Regions from separate parts of the Sus scrofa genome. Here region 1 is linked to region 2. The links are chromatin contacts, called in public HiChIP or PLAC-seq maps. All regions are on one chromosome and are shown on one strand. Each heading gives the region's core, a stretch centred on a gene start, on an enhancer-like site or on the middle of the called end of the contact. The rest is flanking DNA. Distances are from core to core; before and after follow the strand shown.

The links. HiChIP or PLAC-seq counts read pairs in DNA pulled down with a chosen protein or histone mark.
Region 1: a contact with region 2 is called in an H3K27ac HiChIP or PLAC-seq map of alveolar macrophages, with 8 times the contacts expected there. The contact joins the enhancer-like site here to the promoter of NAT10 in region 2. A contact is called at or near these places in 1 of 5 promoter capture datasets (liver), 30 of 47 Hi-C or Micro-C datasets (adipose tissue, alveolar macrophages, blood and 14 more) and 2 of 2 datasets of contacts at active chromatin or transcription factors (alveolar macrophages and skeletal muscle).

Annotation. Positions count from the first base shown.
Region 1 is chr2:26,915,754-26,923,081 of Sscrofa11.1, forward strand. No RefSeq gene overlaps it. Among named protein-coding and RNA genes, the nearest start is that of CAPRIN1, 44 kb to the left of the region's middle. Within about 2 kb of position 3,493, at least 1 of the 83 cell types and tissues checked has an H3K27ac peak or open chromatin away from gene starts, as enhancers often do. A contact at or near this core is called in alveolar macrophages, where this site is marked.
Region 2 is chr2:26,824,555-26,831,512 of Sscrofa11.1, forward strand. It overlaps NAT10 (RNA cytidine acetyltransferase), which reads right to left and starts at 2,506. Exons shown (of 29, transcript XM_003122875.5): 1 at 2,309-2,506; 2 at 279-401. The coding sequence starts at 386. It overlaps CAPRIN1 (caprin-1), which reads right to left. Exons shown (of 19, transcript XM_005661021.3): 19 at 6,433-6,958.

The DNA.
Region 1 (7,328 bases), core at 2,243-4,742, 92 kb after region 2:
ATCGTATACCACTTTGTAGTTTCATACACATTCCGTACCTTTGAGCTTTTCAGACATCAATTCTGTCTTTGTGTCACCAGGATCTGTCACCATTCATTCACTCAGTAAATAATTTTGGAACTTTAGAAAAAGTGATAGTACCAAGAGATTGTTCTCGAAGAGCCAACAGTGTAATGGGTAGTGTCAAGTCTCAGTAAATATTTGTGGAATATCTCTCACTTCATCTCCACAAAAGAACCTTATATGTAAAAATCAAAATTATTTCTAGTTTTTTTATTTTCAATAGCCAAGACATGGAAACAACCTAAATGTCCATCAACAGAGGATGGATCAAGAAGATGTGGTACATATATACACAGTGGAATATTACTCGGCCATTAAAATGAATGAAATACTGGCATTTTTAGCAACATGGATGGACCTAGAAATTATCATGCTAAGTGAAGTCAGCCATACAATGAGACACCAACATCAAATGCTTTCACTGACATGTGGAATCTGAAAAAAGGACAGACTGAACTTCTTTACAAAGAGATGCTGACTCACAGACATTGAAAAACTTATGGTCTCCAAAGGAGGCAGTTTGAGGGGTGGGGGGATGTGCTTGGTTGTGGAAGGGAAATCCTGTGAAATTGGAATGTTATGATCATTATACAACTACAGATGTGATAAATTCATTGAGTAATAAAGAAATGGCCAAAAAAAATTACTTCTAGTTTTTAGAAAGACACAGAAAGGCAATGTGTCTTGTTCATGGTGACTCACTGGAAAGAGACAAAGCTGAGTATTCAAATCCAAGTATTCTTGCCCCAAAGTTCTTGCTCTTTCTGAAAATTACATTAATACAAACCCCCCCAAAGCAGGTGAACATAGCTTTTCTCCCCCACTTGCCTACCATTTTTCTGAACAGCCACTGAGATGTCAAGGGAGGACACAAGAAAAGCAGGTATTTCCAGTCGGAGGCCTAGGGGCTCCCGGACACATGATGTTACCTATGCCAAGCCAAAGACTGCGTAACCATTCATCCCCAAACTTGGCAACTAAAAACAACAATGATTCCTTTTTCCTCATGATTCTGTGGGTTGACTGGGCATTCTTCTGCCCCAGGTGGTGTTGGCTGGTTTTATACATGCAGCTGGGTTTAGCTGGCATCCAGGCTAAGCTGGAAGGTCTGGGGCCATGATGATTGATGACCTTCAACTGTGGGGCCTTGATCTTCCTCCACAGGCCTCCTTCCACATGGTATTCGATCCTACAGGGCCTCCCCGTGCGGCCTTTCTCCATGAGATTAGCCTGGGGTCCTTCATGGCATGAGAGTGAAAACAGAGGGTGCTGGTACTTTAAAGGCCTGGACTCTGAAGTTCTGGAATGTTACTTTTGTTGCATTGTGTTGATCAAAGAAAATCATCTCAGATTCAAGAGGAAAGGAGATGGACTCTACCTCTTGCTGGAGGAGTGGGAGCTCTCATAGGAAAGGGAAGAACTGCTGGTAAGTATTTTGTAGGGAACCTGCCCCAGAGCCCTCCCTAGGACAATTATCACACCTAGTCTCCTTTGGGAAAGTGCAGATGCCAAGAATCATGCAAACCCAGAGCTGCTGGGGCCATCTTTGCTGCCTTGTGGAAAAAGCCTGCTTGACAACGAAGTCAGCTTAGAGCAAAGTACAGCAAGAGGTGGAGAAAAAAATGGCGAAACTCAGTTTTCTACCCGAGTGGAACAGAGAAGTCATAGAGCTAGTGGTTAAATAGCTTGAGATTTGGAGTTCTTCAACCCTGAGTCTATTAGCCATGTATTTTTGGGAAAGTTATATTTCCAGGCTACAGCTTCATCATCAATAAAATGAGGATACTAATAGGACCTGCTTTCATAGGATTGTGACAATTAACTGTGATGAGTTTAGCAAAGTGCTGGGCAGAGCATAAACACACCGTGAGTGCCTGTTGTATACACTGAGGTGCACTTGGAACCTCTGCCCCATGGAGAGGCTCCCAACTGTGCTGGGATCTTGAAGGTCACAAGTGAGCTTCCAATCTTCCCTTGGATTAGAACTCCTTTAAGGAGTTCCCATCATGGGAACAGCGGAAACGAATCCCACTAGAAACCATGAGGTTGTGGGTTCAATCCCTGGCCTCACTCAGTGGATTAAGGATCTGGCATTGCCATGAGCTGTGGTATAGGTCAAGATGCGGCTCAGATCTAGTATTGAGGTGGCTCTGGCGTAGGCTGGCAGCTATAGCTCTGACTGGACCCCTAGCCTAGGAACCTCCGTATGCCACTAGAGGGCCCTAAAGAAAAAAAAAAGAACCCCTTTAACATACAGCAAAAGACCTTCTGTATCAGAAACCATCATTTTTTTAACTCAATGAATTTCATAGTTGTACAAGTTGTACAAAGTTGTACAAAGATCATCACAACCCAATTTTTATAGCATTTCCATCCCAGAGCCCCAGCCCATCCATCCATCCCCCAATCCGTCTCCTTTGGTAACCATAAGTTTTTCAAAGTCCCCTCTATATCAGAAGTCTTCTAATCAACACACTCTTATTTCTTATTTAAATATGTGAAGCCAAAAATAACTAATGCCTGACTTTAATTTCAAGAAAAGAAAAGAACAGCTGGTGAGTTTTATGTCATTCTTAGGCAATGTAAATCCTATGCCAGACAACTTTGAGCGAGGAAGAACCACGCTGACACTGCCACACCAAGAGAGTGGCACCATTGGAACCTGTCACATTTTGCTTATTCCCATGAAGGTGAATTCAAATGGTATGCGGTTGATTCTTAGAGGCTGGACAGATCTGAATTTCCATTCACCAAGACAAACTAGAGGTCAAAAGTATTCTTGTCTGACACAGAATACTTTTATCTGTTGTGCATGATATATTTACATCTCTTTTGGGGTCTTTTTAGGGCCACACCTGCGGCATATGGAAGTTCCCAGGTCAGGGGCTGAATTAGAACTGTAGTTGTCGGTCTGCACCACAGTCACAGCAATGCCAGATCTGAGCTGCGTCTTCGACCTACACCACAATTCACAGCAACACTGGATCCTTAAGCCACTGAGTGAGGCCAGGGATCAAACCTGAGTCCTCATGGGTGATAGTCAGATTTGTTTCCACTGAACCACGATGGGACTCCTACATGTACATCTTTTATGCATCTCTGTCAGTTCTAAAGTGACTACTTACTGTCTCAGTTCTTTACTGAAACTGTAGTCCAATTTTGCACCTGATGGATTAGTCTATGAATCTTGGAAGTTATCCTTGCATCTTTCTCTCTTGTGATAGAATACACAGAAATTTGTCATTAGTGACATTTGATACATTCATAATATTGTGCAACTATCATATCTAGTTCCTGAATACATTTTCTCTTAATTCTCGCTCTCTCTCTTTCTTAAACCAAATATTAGAACCAACTTCCTTGGTTACCTCAGTGTACAGACTTGGCTAAAGAGGGAACTAAAGGAATGATTAGAAGCCCTGCGTCCTGATCAGACTGGTTTGACAAGGCTGCAGAATCTGTTGTGACAGTCAGCAGAGGACATAGGCCCTGCTGCCTGGAAACCCTGTGTTAGCAAAGGGACTGGTCCCAGAAAGGATTAATTGCCTTTTATTAATTGGATAATTAGTATTATCTCTCCTGACATGACTCTGGAATAAGACAGCGGTCTATACCTGGTGAAATACATTGTTTTTGGATGCCTGGCAGTAATCACAGAACCATGATATTATCACTATTTACAAAAAATGGTCAATCTCATGAAGGGTTTCGTATGTCAGGCACCATGCTGCTAAGTGATCCCTTATCATCCCTGTAGAGGAGGCCCCCTCATGAGCCCCATCTTACCGATGAAAAAAATGCAGCCTCAGAGAAGTGAAACAATTTTCCCAAGAGCACACATCTAGTAAGCAGTAGAGCTAGAATTCAGTCTTTAGTCTCTTTGACATACTTCGCTCATGTGAATACAACCATTTCAATCCACAATACAAGGCCAAACACAAACAACATAAGAGAAATGCAGCCTGAGTCTCAAACGCAGGAAGCATCATCAAAACAGCAGCCTGAACAAGGAACATCCAGTCTACAGAATTGCGAGGTACCACGTCTAACAGACGTAATGACAGCTCTAGTCCCGTTTGTTCCATTCTTCACAAAAAGCTGAGTTAAGAAGCCACCTGAAAACCCGCTGTGGACCTCAGCCTTCCTCTGCAGAATTTGTTCAAGCCATTTCCCTTCTGGCTTTGGTTAGAACCTGGAGCCTTGGTTTTCACCTTCCTGGTACACTTTCCCTCCTCTGGGTGCCCTGGCCAAGCCCTTGATTCGGGCTCTCAATAATTCTGATGCTACCCATTTCCACAGGCAACTTGAGCTGGAGCCAGCATCCCTCCTGGAGATGCTCTTGACCTTGACCTTGTAGGAAGCGCAGGGGCCTGGCTCCCCACCTCTGCCCCAGGCTCTGCCACACAGAAGACATTCACCATCAGGACCGTGGAGGGGACACCCACTCATATTTGCATAGAGTTTTGCTGTTTACAGAACATTTGGAAAATATCCTTCGATGTTTACAAAAGAAGACAGAGCAGGTACTATTGTCTCTATTTTTAAAAATGTTTCAAACATACAAAAGAAATACAACAAATAACAGGGACATCCAGGAACACTGCTCAGTTTTGACACGTTTACACTGAGATAATAAGAAATGAAATGTTGCACATTATTGAATACCTTTCCATGCCATTTCTTCCCTGCTTCCCCAGAGAACTGTCTTTAAATTGTTTTGAATCATCCCAACCAGATTTTAAAATTATCTGAGACTATTACATGAATCTTCAAAGCCTATCATTACTTTATGTTCTTCAAACTTTTACATATCATACTATATGTATCCTTTTGCAACTTGCTTTTTCAAAGTTTTGTTTTTAAGGTTTATCTTTCTTGCAACATGTATCTAAGTTCATGCACTTCACCTGCTAGATAGTGTCTCCCTTTCTTTCCATATGCATAGACATATATTACTTATCTAACCTCCTACTGATAGAAATTTACATAACTTTTTTTTCTTTTTTCTTGTCTTTTTGCCTTTTCTAGGGCTGCTCTCACAGCATATGGAGCTTCCCGGGCTAGGGGTCGAATCAGAGCTGTAGCCACCAGCCTACACCAGAGCCACAGCAACGCATGATCCAAACCGCGTCTGTGACCTACACCACAGCTCACGGCAATGCCAGATCCTTAACCTACAGAGCAAGGCCAGGGATCGAACCTGCAACCTCATGGTTCCTAGTCAGATTGTTAACTACTGCACCACGACAGGAACCCCAACTTTTTTTTTTAATATATTTTTTTTATTTTCCCACTGTACAGCAAGGGGGTCAGGTTATCCTTACATGTATACATTACAATTACATTTTTCCCCCCAACTTTTTTTCTTTATACTGTTTCACAAGATACAGCAATGACCAGGGTTATACATCTATTTTTTTCTATAGCAAATTCATGGAAGCAGAATTGCTAGGTCATAGGGTATGAGCAGATCTACAATTTTATTTTTTAATTTATTATTGCTTTTTAGGGTCACACCTGTAGCATATGGAAGTTCCCGGGCTAGGGCCAAATCAGAGCAGCAGCTGCCGGCCTACACTACAGTCACAACAACTTGGGATCTGAGCTGAGTCTGTGACCTACATTGCATCTCATGGCAACACTGGATCCTTAACCCACTGAGTGAGATGAGGGATCGAACCTGCATGCTCATGGATACTAGTTGGGTTCATAACCCGCTGAGCCACAATGGGAATTATTTTTATTTTTGGCTGTGCCTGCAGCATGTGGAAATTCCTGGGCCAGGGATCAAATCTGAGCCACAGAATTAACCTGAAGCACAGCAGTGACAAGGCTGAGTCCTTAAGGATACTAAGGAATTCCATATCTACAATTTTATTTTATTCTTTTTTTTTTTTTTAATGGCCACACCTGTGGCATATGCAAGTTCCTGGGCCAGGGGGTCAAATTGGAGCTGCAGCTGAGGCCTATGCCACAGCCATGGCAACACTGGATCTTTAACCCACTTAGCAAGACCAGGGATGGAACCCTCATCCTCACAGAGACAACATCAGGTCCTTAACCTACAGAGCCACACAGGAACTCCAAATACTATTTATTTTATTTTATTTTATTTTATTTATTTTATTTTATTTTATTTTGTCTTTTTGCCTTTTCTAGGGCTACTCCCGTGGCATATGGAGGTTCCCAGGCTAGTGTCAAATCGGAACTGTAGCCACTGGCCTACGCCAGGAGCCACAGCAACGCAGGATCCGAGCCGCGTCTGCAACCTACACCACAGCTCACAGCAACGCCAGATCCTTAACCTACTGAGCAAGGCCAGGGATCAATCCACAACCTCATGGTTCCTAGTCAGATTCGTTAACCACTGCGCCACGACGGGAACTCCTCCAAGTACAATTTTAGAAGATACTGCCAATGGCTCTCTCAAGTGAGTTTGAGAACTCACATTTTCCTTCATCCTTGACAACTTCTGGCATTAGCAGATGTTTTGATTTTAATGAATCTGTTCACTAAAAAATAATTTTTCATTTTTTCATGGGTAGATTTTAAATTAATGATTCAATCCCTTTATTTTAAAGCTACTGAAGTTTTCTGTTTCCTCTTAATTTTATTTTTTATAATTTTTCTTCAATTTTAATGTAGTTTTCAAAAACCCTGCTCATTTCAGCTACATTTTAAACGTCTTGGCATAAAGTTGATTTATGACATTTTTTTTTTTTTTTTTTTTTTGCCATTTCTTGGGCTGCTCCCGTGGCATATGGAGGTTCCCAGGCTAGGGGTCTAATCGGAGCTGTAGCTGTCGGCCTACTCCAGAACCACAGCAACGCAGGATCCGAGCCACGTCTGCAACCTACACCACAGCTCACGGCGACGCAGGATCGTTAACCCACTGAGCAAGGCTGGGGATCGAACCGCAACCTCATGGTTCCTAGTCGGATTCCTTAACCACTGCACCACAACAGGAACTCCGATTTATGACATTTTCTTATTATTTTAAAATTTACTATAATTATGTACTTTTCATTCCTGATACAGTTTGTCTCCTCTTTCCTTTGAATAGATCTCAGTAGAGGGCTGTCTATTACATTAATCTTTTCAAAGAACAAGATTTTAGTGTTATTGATATTCTTTCTTTTTTCCTTATTTTCTATTTCATTAATTTCTGTGCCTATCTTTAGTCCCCCCCCCCTTTTGGTATATACTCTGTGGAATTGCTTTCAGTGCATTATGAATTGTCTTTTATTCTAATATATGTTACTTTG
Region 2 (6,958 bases), core at 1,256-3,755:
CAGGTTGAGACTAGAAGGAAGGTCACAGACACTAACCCTTACACTCAGTCCACCAGCCCAGGTATCAAAAGCTGTTAACCTCTCTGTTAATAATTCCAAATATAGAGTATTTATCACTTCCAAGATAGAAAGGAATGTTCCCACTAGGCATTTCACTTAAAGAAAACCAGTCAAAGGGACCCTAATATCATTATTTGTGAAACCCCGGAGGGTCTGTAACATGCTGACTCTTTGGGACAGGACACAGAGTAAGTCAGGAAGCGTTTGCCAGGTCTTACCTGATCCTTTCCTCGATCTCCAACCACAACAAAGAGAGACCTTTGCCGCTCAGCTACCCCATTCTCAATGAGAATCCGGATCCGGTTATCCACTTTCTTCCGATGCATGGTGAAAAACTGTCACTATAGCAGAAAGAATGGAAACACAACGTGGCATGAACATTTTGCATCCAGGTTGTGGATAAGGAACATCAGCTGGCTGCCTCTTGTGGGGCTAGGGCCTACACGGCACACTTATAAGTATTATCTTATTTAACCCTCAAATAGATCCCTAGGGAATACATCGGCCTCATTTTTTAAATTGGGAAACTAAGTTTGGAAGGCAAAGAAAATGTTCCCTCGGCATGGGAAGTCAACAGGGAAGCTGTAATTTCCACCCGTTTGGAGGAGTTTTTTAAAAATCAGAAACAATATCCAAAAAAAATTAAAATGATTAAAATACATGAGAAATCTATGGGAACATATGAGAAAATAAGGTAAGTGTCCAAAATTATTTGTTCAAAATCTTTTTCAAAAATGATCTAAGGATATGGATATAGACGCTTTTATTAGAGGATAACATGGCAGGATATGCATGTACATAAAACACAGAGGAAATAAAAAAAAAAAGACTGGGAAAAAAACCACCAAACTGTAAAATAGTTATTTACAGATGGTGAGATCACAAGTGAGTCTTATTTTGGTTTGGTTTGGTTTGGGTTTTTTTGAGTTCTGGGGTTTTTTAAATTCACATGTATTATTAACAAAGTCAGGGAAAAGAAATCCCTGAATATTATAGATTACTATGATGGAGTATGTCCAATTGTTTCCTCAAGGGAGGGAAAACTAGACTGAAGCCTGTACAGATAAGATTTCAAAAATTACTTTGATTACATATGATAAAACAGTATGTTATTATCATAATAAATACATCAGAGAAACATTTGAAATCTCAATTGTCTCTACAATGTAAAAGTAATAATGACATGTTTAGAAACCTCAGTGCTTGCTGCATTTCATGAATAAAGCTCACTAACTGAACCTTAATCCTCCCTTAATTGGGCTTCTAACCTATGGATTTTAGCTGTTCTGTCTACTGTAAAACACTATGTCACAACCAATACTCCTATTTTACAAAGAAAGGACCAAGTATAAAATCTCAAGTAACTCAAGGAAAAGTGACAGAGGCAGGATTTATTCAGGTACCCTTGATTTCAGAACCTGAACTCTTTCCAGCTTACCAATCTGATTTGGCTTATCAGTTGTGTTGCTGGCCACACAAAGATCCCCGGTCAACAACTACTTATTGCTTCTCGATTTAGTTACAGCGGCAACCCCAGAAGTAGAACCTGATTTCAAAGAGCTTTCATTTTCCTTGGAGAAAATACTTAAGAGAAAGAAATGCGGGATAATCTGTCTAAAGATAGACAAAATTAGATGTAAAAATAACAGCTACAGACAGTGGTCTGATGAAAGTCTAGATTACTGTGGGCTAGGACAAGGAAGCCTTAACGGATGAGGGGGAAGATGACTTGTTTTTCACTCATTCATCTATTAGTCTAACACATATACACGGTGTCTATGTCCCAGGCACCATTCTAGGTGCACTGGCAAACAAAACCAAGTCCTGAATAAAGAATATAAAGAATAAGCATTGCGAAGTAGCTAAGGGTGTAGGAGGATCTAGAATCAAACTGCCTCAGTTCAATGCCCAGTGCTGCAATCGGGAAATGTGGGCAAGCTCTGTGGAAAGCAAAAGGCTGTCACCCACTCACTCACCCCGACATCCCCCCGCCCACCTCAGCTACAGTCCCTAGAGGGTGGAGATCAGCCACGCAACCTGTGAACGCGCTCGAGAAGCATTCCCGAGGGTGACCGCCTACTGAGGAAGAGGATCCTCTCATCTAGGAGAGTCCAGGTTGGGAGGCAGTCGGCGGGCTCCGGTATCAGCACGGATGCAGAGCGTTCATCCTGGAGCCGATCTCCTCCGGGCCCAGGAAGGACACGGACACCAATCCCGAAACCGACCCCCGCCATCCCGTGATGGATACCTGCGCCCCGACCTCAGCCAACTCCAACAAGCAGTGAGGCGGAAGCACGTGGGAACCCCTTCTGCGGTACCAGGAGCAGCCGGCCGTCCCCAGCGTATGCCTGACGGCCGACTGGTACAACTCAGGCGATGGTAGGCGGTGCGTGCGCCAGCGCATTGACGGCGCGGCCACAGCGAGCGAGGGGACCTCTTGCAACCCTGTCTCTGAGTGATGACGTCAGAAACCCAGGAGGCGGGGTTGCAGCAACTGCGGCTGTGCGGATTAGTCTCTACCCGCGAGAGCTGTGTTGCCGGGGTATTTTGTCATTGTCAGATACCCTGGTTACGTAGGACAGAATAAGCACAGACACGCCCGCACGCCCAGGTCTGTCACTGCTCTGGGCCGAGCTCAGGTGCCCAGATAGGTCTGGGGCAGCACACGGTATGTGGTCCAGGGTTTTCAGCAGTAGGTAGCGTGGTTCATGCGAAACGCTCCTGGATCGGTGCGTAATTTTGTCAGTTATTTAAATTAGCTTTCCATTTTAACGTAACTAGATGAGGAAACTCGATCTCCACACCTATCTCATTCATCTTACTTGACCCTCCTCATACTCGGTAATGACCTCATAGATCTGCCTGGGATTCCATAGGTTTTTCTACTCTCCTATTCGGCTGCTCTACTTTGTAGATCCCCTTAGGTCTATTACTGGGCTGTCAAATGCTGCCGCTGTTCTGAAAGCCGGCTCTGGAGCTCTGTTCTTCAGTTACCTCCCCTCCTCTCCCTCCTCCCCGACGAATTTGCTCAAGCAGCTGATTTAAAGGGCCACCTATACAGTTAGTGTTTTTGAACCACATCGCTGAACTTAAACGAATCCAACTGTTTGCTTGACATTTCTTGGATGCCTCAATCAGAATGAAGCTGAACTCATTCCTCTTCCCTCCTGAAACTCCCTCCTCAAATCGTTAATTCTGTACCTCCAAATCTAAGCAGCACCACCATTTTAGTCCAACACCCACCATTAAACTTTTGATTTAATGTCAAAGAAATGTCAGTATGTCAGAGACAAGGGATAAAGTGACCAAAACATTCCTGCCCTTCGTGAAACTTAATCTCGGTAAGTTTTAAGACAAAAAGCCATCCAGCAAGGAAAACTAGGGTGCTTCTTTAGAGGGGAAATGGAAGAATTCAGGTGGTGACACTGGTGCAAAGACCTGAATTTAAAAGAACGAATCTTAAGAACCTTTCAGGGAAGTCTTCCCACTCGTTAGGTTGAACACTTAGTGACTTGGCGATGGGAAGTCTCCACAAAGCAGCCAACATAGCCAGAGTACAGCAACCAAAGGAAAAACTGGGAAGTTAGGCCAGATAACAAAGGGCATGTGGGTGTCAGATCTGGAATTTAACTCTAGGTGTGACAGTAAACCACTGGAGTTTGAGTAATAGGAAAGTGACAAAATCTGATTTGCCCTCTTAAAAGGCTCTGGCTGGAGTTCCCATCATGGCTCAGCGGTAAGGAACCCAACTATTATCCATGAGGACGCAGGTTCCATCCCTGGCCTCGCTCAGTGGGTTGGAGATATGGCATTGCTGTGGCTGTGGTGTAGGCCAGCAGCGGCAGCTCCACTATGATCCCTGCCCTGGGAACCTCTATGTTCCAGAGATGCAGCCCTAAAAAGGGAAAGAAAAAAAAAAAAGCTCTGGCTGCTGTGCAAAGTATGTATTATACATACATACACACACTACAGGAGAGCACAAGCAGAAAGAAAACCATTATAAGCTACTGTAGTTAACCTGTTCTGATAGCAGTGGTGGTCACAAGTGCTAGCTGACTCAGAATATATTTTCAAGATAGAACCATGTAGATTTGCCTAATTAAGGACTACAGATACAGGGTATGAGAGAAAATCAAAAGATGATATCCAAAGTATTTGTCCTGAGCAACTGGATGTAGGTTCCTTGAGAGATGGAGTTGGAATGCTTATGCCATACCAATCAAGATGCTGAGTATAATCTGTTTCAGGAAGTTTAGGACTTAAGAGATATTTATAAGCAACTAAAATGCTGGCTGGAGTCAAAGTCGTGGGATTGGGTAAGATCACCTAGGGAAGAATGATAGTATTGTCTGCAACAATACTGAGCAGTAGCCACTTACATATAGTAAATACAAAGAATCCATTCACTACCACCCTCCACTGTACGTTGTAATAATTTTACATGGGCTACTGCAAAAGCCATTTCTTAGCCCGTCTATTTTGTTCTCAACACTGCACTGTTTTTTTTTTGTTTTTTTTTTTTTTTCGTCTTTTTGCTATTTCTTTGGGCCGCTCCCGCGGCATATGGAGATTCCCAGGCTATGGGTCGAATCGGAGCCACAGCCACTGGCCTATGCCAGAGCCATAGCAACTCGGGATCCGAGCCACGTCTGCAACCTATACCACAGCTCACGGCAACGCCGGATCGTTAACCCACTGAGCAAGGGCAGGGACCGAACCCACAACCTCATGGTTCCTTCCTAGTCGGATTCATTAACCACTGTGCCACGACGGGAACTCCTGCACTGAGTGTTCTTAAGTGGCAGTTTTATTAGGTGACCCGCTATTCTCTCCCTCCCAATCCCACCTTCTATACACACACCTTAAAAACCTTGAGTTTTCAACTGTTAAATGGAGATTAAAGTTAACATGTAATAGAACTCTAAAACTGTTCATAGTAGTTCTTATCTGTTGCTTCAGCCTATCTCTAGCTCTAATAAATCTATACTCTTTTCACTTGAGTGAAAAACTTAGTCACTGGATTGGATTTGGACACACAATTCTCTCTCCTTCTTTACCTAGTTAACTACTCCTCAGCCTCAAGTCTTGGTTTAATCTTCCCTTTCAAGTCTTTCCTGATCACTTTGACTAGGTCATAACCTATCATGGCCTTAATACCTATCATCAACCATGTTGCTCCATCATGGTATTTACTATATTTTAGTGTCATCACATCAGTATCTTTGATAAGACCATTCAATGGAAACAGGAACCATAGTGATTTTGCACCATTGATGGCAAGGCAAAGAGTACCCAAATTTGCTGAATAAAGATTTGGTCTGCTGACGTAACACAGCGGCTTCCTAATATGAAGAAGTCAGCACTTTAAGAACACAACACTAAAAACTGACTTTACTAAAAAACTGACTTTACTAAATCAGGTGGTCTTTCACTACTCACACTCAAAGAGCCAGTCTTCTGCACAGGACTGATTAGGCTTCAGAACAGCTGTTAAAGTAAAGGATTAAAATCCTGCTTGAGAAAAATGTAGTCGTCTAACAAGTAAGTAAGGCAAGGCTACTAGAGATTTAAGCTTTTCCCCCTCCTCTCAGGAGAAGCACTTCTCCACTTACTTTGTGGGACAGTATAAAGAACTAAAGCAAACTTCACTCAAGGACAATAAGTTATCAGATTTTAATGATGTAATCTAATTTAAAACATTCACTAGTCTTTTCCAGTATTTTTGTAGAATTCAAAATGGGAAAGGGTATAGAGATGAGCCTTAACAAATTACCTTTATATTCCTGAGAGTTTTCCCTCCCCATTAACTCTTCGGAAGGGATAAGCTCAAGGACAAAACTGATTCTTTTAAATATAACTTATAGTCAATAAAACTTTAAAGAGCGCTAATTAAGAACTCAACCGGAATGGGAATTCAGGAGCTTGGAGATGAAATGAAGAATTTTAACTCTGCTTACCTGTATCCCATTCCCCCTAATAAGATATATTATTGAAGATATAATGAATACAAATTTCCTAAGACACTTAGGCTGACTGCTCAACTACCTTCTACGTTTTATGAACTGGTTGTCAACAGAGCACCTCAGTTAATGAGCCTTCTGAGAATCACACACATTCTCATGTCTCCAAGTTAAGTCTCCCACATAACAGAGTCATATATACTGGAGACAAAGAACTGTAGAAGCTAACTGATTAAAAATATTTAACGAATTTTGTTTTAATATCAAGATACAGTGATCAGAAAAACTCTTTCATATTCCTTCAGGATATTAGGATCTGAAAATAAAATTGTCCTAACCAAAGTTATCAATGACACTCTACCTTAAAGCTTAAAATAGGAGTCTCATTATCCACATGAGATGATTGATACTGTGCATTTATGAAAGTACTTTATACAAGGAGTCTTGCTATACCAAGAAGCTACAGTGCCATGTATGACAATCTTTTACTTTGAACTCTGCTAGAATATGCACTTGACCAAACAAAAGGCCTTCTGCAGGTAGGACAAGTATTCACATATTATACAGAACACTTAGTACCAAGACTCAGATCGTAATGGGATTTTTTAAAAAGTTCTCTGCCCCATAATGAGGCACTCTTTTAAAAAATATAGTCTGAATTGAGGCATAAAAGCTTTCGATTGAGAATGCAATGGTAGAATGCCAAAAAAAAAAAAGGTATATTTCAAAAAGAACAAATGATTCCTTTAAAAACATACATAGAAATAATCAAACTACTAACACCTTTACACATTCACATCTGCACTAATGCATAGAAATTTGAAAACTAGAAAGCATTTCTCCCCATCCCATCTCTGAACTGATTCATAGAGATTACTGTATAAAGAACTTATTTACTTCAAGTTTGATTTTAAATGTCATGAAATTATCTTCTACAC